Regions from separate parts of the Mus musculus genome. Here region 1 is linked to region 2. Evidence: chromatin contacts called from public Hi-C data. All regions are on one chromosome and are shown on one strand. The core of a region is the stretch at or near the end of the contact, and the rest is flanking DNA. Distances in the headings are between cores, read along the strand shown. Region 1 has its middle 35 kb from the start of Gm47843. Region 2 overlaps Eya4 (EYA transcriptional coactivator and phosphatase 4).

What was found. A called contact is a pair of places that touch in the nucleus more often than the background predicts.
Region 1: a contact with region 2 is called in a Hi-C map of muscle stem cells, with 4 times the contacts expected there. The contact joins two enhancer-like sites. A contact is called at or near these places in 1 of 15 datasets of contacts at CTCF or cohesin (the NIH/3T3 cell line), 1 of 484 Hi-C or Micro-C datasets (muscle stem cells) and 2 of 115 datasets of contacts at active chromatin or transcription factors (differentiating embryonic stem cells and embryonic stem cells).

The regions. Positions count from the first base shown.
Region 1 is chr10:23,608,390-23,611,089 of GRCm38.p6, forward strand. No RefSeq gene overlaps it. Among named protein-coding and RNA genes, the nearest start is that of Gm47843, 35 kb to the left of the region's middle. Within about 2 kb of position 1,397, at least 18 of the 459 cell types and tissues checked have an H3K27ac peak or open chromatin away from gene starts, as enhancers often do. A contact at or near this core is called in muscle stem cells, where this site is marked.
Region 2 is chr10:23,201,968-23,204,667 of GRCm38.p6, forward strand. The region is part of intron 3 of Eya4 (EYA transcriptional coactivator and phosphatase 4); the gene reads right to left. Among named protein-coding and RNA genes, the nearest start is that of Gm24655, 36 kb to the left of the region's middle. Within about 2 kb of position 1,339, at least 60 of the 459 cell types and tissues checked have an H3K27ac peak or open chromatin away from gene starts, as enhancers often do. A contact at or near this core is called in muscle stem cells, where this site is marked.

The DNA.
Region 1 (2,700 bases), core at 147-2,646, 410 kb after region 2:
AAGGAGGGGGTTGAACCACATCTTCAGTAGCATTCATTCATCCTTAAGAATACAGCATAACATCCCACCATCGTTAGAGCCCTCACTCACACTCAATGGGAAAGAATGCAGTGTATATGTATTCTAGGGGTAGGAATCCAGGGAGCCATCTTGGAGACTACTGTAAAGACACTGGCAACAAATTATCCAAAATTTCTATATATAAATGTGCTCTTATGTATATGTGTACACCACACACACACACGCATATCTATAAATATCTGTAGATATGCATGTGTGTACAGTGTACAAGTCTATCAAGACCACACATGCTCCAACAAAGTCACAAGTCCTAAGCAGTCCCCTGAGCAGTTTACCAATTAGAGACTTTGCTCAATAACATGAGCATGTGAGGGCCATTCTCATCCAAGCCACCATATTACATAACTGTTATAAAGTTTAATTTATAATTCTGGCACAGATACTAATACCAATTAATAATAAATAGAATGCTCTAACAATATGCTGGAGTGAAACCTATCAAAACGTTTAAATCATTTATTTCTTGAAGTTTTCACTTAATATTTTCAGATTCTGATTGATAGTGATTAACAGTACTGGGAGCAAGAGGTAACACACATGTTATACATGTTTTCCATCCTCACACACATATACAGACACCCAGTTTTGGTGGCGAACTCCAAAACTTCTAAAAAAAAAAAAAATGCACACACATAGAGCTCTTACTACTCATTTGTCAAGGCTATTCATTCAGTGGTGGATTCACGGGCTGCTTGTCTTCCTGTTCAAAGAAGTAAATCCCACAGACTGCCCTCTGGATGGAGACTGGAACCCAGATAGGCTTTTCAGAGAAGGAATTTCTCCCTTGCCTGGGAACTACAAAGTGAATTTGAAACTATGGGCAACACCACGGCAGTCACATGGATAAGATTTTTAAAAGAGAGAGAGAGGGAGAGATGAAGATCTGAACTATTCGGTGCCGTTCAACTGTTTTCTACATACCAGATCAGCAGACTATTTCTGATGTCCGTACCCACCCATTCTCAGCAGGAGATAGGACAGAATATGCTCTGTACATGACCCATGTGAGCCCCAGATCAAGAGGACAGTATTTGCATAAACAGAATCCTAGAGACCATGTCATCACTATCTCTCTCTTCCTCCTCCTCCCCTCTCTGCCCTCCAAGCCAGTCAGATCAAGTTTCCCGGGCTACCTTCCATGAACATCAAGGAATGCAGTAGAGACGAATGTTACATCGACACCCACGGTGCCACGGCAAGGGAAAACTGTTTGTACACTCTTTTCATTTCTCGGTATGGACAAGCATCTGAAGACTTTGCACCTGTTCTCGTTAGCCCTGGCAAATGCAGCGTGCATTTATATTAATAGAACGATGTTTTCATAACAGAATGGGTGCGCAGTAATCCTGGCGCACACACTGGATGCTCTCATGAGCGCGGGCGAGGGTGGGGGTGGGGGAGGGGTGACTCTTACATAAAGTCCCATGGCAATAATACAAGACCCGGACTCCCAAGCTGCATCCCCAGAACAGTTAGGAGAGGATTTTTTTTTCCTGGAATGACTAGGCTCCCGTCTTGGAAATCCAATTAGATACTTGATGAAGAGGGAAATGTGCTGTATGCAAACGGGTTTTTCATGGGTGTCTCAAAGCTGGGACCCCTTTGGGGCTCCATCTCCTGTTTCTCTAATTTGAGTCTTATCTCCCCAGAATGGAGTTGAGAACCAGTGAGGTCATCTTTGGCTCAATTCCTGAAAGTTTGTTTTGAGTCGCCAGTGTAAATATTGCCTGTCCAATCTGTACATTTGCACAAATTAACTGAAACCAGCTACCCAATTCCTTGTTCATATTTGTGTCTTTTGATTAAGCCTGACAGCTGTAACCTCATTAGCCCTCCTCTGGTCATGGCAAAACAGCTGTCAGAGTAGGGGGAAGTACATTCACTCAAGTGGTTCTCTAGACCAGGCACATTAAAATCGATAGGGGCTCTAAACGGTTCTGTTATGCTTCTAATTCTAATTTATGGTGTGTTGTGTCCTTTCGCCTAGATACATATCGGGAACCTAAAGTCAGCCAGTCATCTATGGAGAAGGCCAGGCTCTGTATCTTACAGGGAGAATATGGGTTTTACCTGAAGATATCAGATCTGCATTCTTTGGAATGGGGCTTTAGCATGTACTATATAACACAGACAATTTTAAAATATTAGCTCGCGATGTGTTTTTTGGCATGAGACGTTTTGTTAATTTTGACAGAAGGCCAACAGAGTCATAACTATGGAAGTAAGAAAGCCCCTGCAGCTGGTGCTCATGGGAGCTGGAGATAAAAAGCGAGCAGAGTTAGAAACACTCCGATGGGAATGTGGTTTTCTTCAACAGGACACAAAGCCCTTGGAGTGAGCCCTGTTAGGTTCTGCAGTAATCTTCATGAAGGAAGGAGGCAGAGAGAGTTCTCGATAGCTATTCTTTTAAACCCGGAGGCTCATGGGAGACTGTTTTCTATCCAGCAAGGTGTTGAAAAGGACAGTGAGGCTCGAACAGATGTCACGAGAGGCCTTCTCTCCCAGCTCTTTTACCGGGGTTGGGGGAAAGGGGAGCATGGCAAAGAGGAAAATACTCTGGCGAACAAAAAAGATCTGGAGACCTCAGCTCTGGTCCATATTCTACCACATCTCACCCAA
Region 2 (2,700 bases), core at 89-2,588:
CAAGAGGTTGATAGTTTAGTCCTGTAGAGAGAGTCTGTGTGTGCTAGGCTGAGAGAGGACTGGACTAGATGTTGAAGGAGAGGAAGGGGTAGAGGTAGCCAGTCTGGAGCAGCCCCAGACTTGGAAGCACAGACTAGCTGTTGCTTTCTCTAGAGCCTTCTTTTGCCAGTAGCTCAGAGTTCAGCCAGCTTTACCAGAGCAGCCCTTCTCTCCATGCCTAAACAAGCCAAAGACCTTCTCTGACCCAGGTGAAACGCAATCAGAAGCCTCCTCGGCTCCAGTAGGTTTAGTTTCCTAGATTCAATTAAGTGGAGTCTACTAGGAATTTGTAAATCAAATAGTGAACTTTTTGCACATTCAGCCAATTTGGGATTTCAGTGTTTGTTATACCTTTTTTTTTTTTCCTGAAAAAAGGATGGAAATACAGCTGCTTTCTTCTTTTTTTTCTTCCCCTCTCTTTCACTATTTCCCTCCTTTCTTTCTTCTTTCCTTCCTTCCTTCCTTCCTTCCTTCCTTTCTTCCTTCCTTCCTTCCTTCCTTCCTTCCTTCCTTCCTTCCTTCCTCCCTCCCTCCCTCCCTCTTTCTTTCTTTCTTTCTTTCTTTCTTTCTTTCTTTCTTTCTTTCTTTCTCTCTCTCTCTCTCTCTCTCTCTCTCTCTCTCTCTCTCTCTCTCTCTCTCTCTCTTTCTTTCTGTTTCCAATTTCCCTTATTTCTTATTGAAGTCTCTCCTGTGTTCTTAACATTCCTAGACTACTGTCTGTCATGAAGTTCAAGTCTGTTTTCCAAAGGGAAGATTGCCAGAAAATCAAATGTTGTGGTTGCCTGGTTTTCTCTAGCATTCTTTGGAGGTTTTGCAAAGGAGGTAGAGATAGGGAATAAATACATTGACCAAAATGAAGAACTAACCGTGAAAACGATATCAAGATGAGCTTTTACTTACGGATGACACAAACGCTCCCAGAAGTACCTTTCCTAGCTTTATGCTGTAGTTTTCATTGCTGCTGGTAGTTTGGATCCTGCTAATAAGCATTTATGACACAAATTAGGAATGTATTACTAGAACAACACAATGTGCATGCTACCGGCCTGTGTGGTGGATAGGTCATTACTCCTCTGACTTTTTGAGGAAAAATGTTCTCCTCAACATTTCACTTGTAAAGTAGTGAAGATAGTTCTCCTCCCAGAGTCTGTCTCCTCGGGGGATTCTGCAAACACTTTGGATAATGAGTTGGATTTGTTGAGAATTCTTTCATGTGGTTACATGGCAGATGGACTGACTGAACAGTCATGTGAGGGTAAGAAGAGAAACACTTCTGTGTGGTTTCTGGATTCTGCATATAAGACTGGGTAAATCTTAGCAGGATTTTAGTTACAGACGGGCTCGGCAGGGTTGCATCACAGAGGCATCCTGAAGTCATGGGAAAGCTGAGAATCAAAGTGATGGACTTTGGGCATGAACTTACCATGTGCTGGGTGGAGGTTTGGGGAAGTTCCTTTAATTCACTAGCTCCACTTTTGAAAGATTAGGCAGCCCATTCTCAAATGGTGTACACTTAACATTAAGCAGTCTCATTTGTTTCTAGGAAGTCTGATCATTTTGCACAACTAAAACCTTTGTGACATTGCCTAACGCCCCCTAATTACTCTCGTTAGTCGTGACATGAGAATTAGTCACAGCCTTCGTCAGAGCCAAGTTCCTTCTCCCCATATGTGTGTGATTGAGGGTTAATTTGAGTTCTGTTGTCAAGGGGTTTGATGCTGGTTTTGACTGCGTGTGCTCACGCACGAGAGCAAGTGTGTGTGTGTGTGTGTGTGTGTGTGTGTGTGTGTGTGTATCACTTCCAGTGAAGAGCAATTTGGTAAGTAGTAAAAAAAAGAAAAAAAAAAAAAGAAAAAGTTCACCTTCACTAGCTCCACTTTGATCTTGTGAAATCCCTTCTCAACCTGGGTTTAATTGTGAGTGCAATAGAATTGGTGGCTCCATGATTCTTAGATCTCTCTGTGTAGCTGTCAGGTTACATACAAGAAAGCTTAGCTCCTGCTGGCACAGAAATCCTGAAGTCTGGATCACTCGCCAAGGGATGAAGCCAGCGTGTTGTGGAAGAATCTACAGCCCCCACATTTGCTGAGGCACTAGTCATAACTGCCAAGATGTTGAAATAACCGAATTAGTCATTAATGTCAACTGACTGTCTCCATCAGATTAGCCTATGCACATGACGAGGGGCACTCTTGGATTGTTAGTGGATCTAGGGAGCCCAGCCCATTGACTGCAGTGTCATATCTAGGCAGGTGGCTCTTTGATGTAGAAAAAGGTACTGAGCAAAACAACAGGAGCAGAAAAGCAGAAATACCCATCCAGTCTTACTACTGGCATGGTGTATAAATAATTTTACAGAGTAGAGATGCTGGTGTGAGCTTCCCTGGTCTCCCACAGGCTCTCTGCATGGTTGTCCTGTGCTGTACAGCAAACCTTAGCTACCTGTGGCTGCACTGGTGTAAGACGGTGAAAACGAAGGAATCGGCTTGCTTCTCAGTGTGCTAGTCTCAGCTCAGTCGCTCATTGGTTGAGTGTAGCTAGTGCCCACTGCACAAGACAACACATCTAAAAGGACATCCCCATCATCTCAGAAAGTGTACTGGACAGCACCACCCACCACAGAAAGAAAACAAATCGAAATTGTTTGTTCTTCAGTTCTCA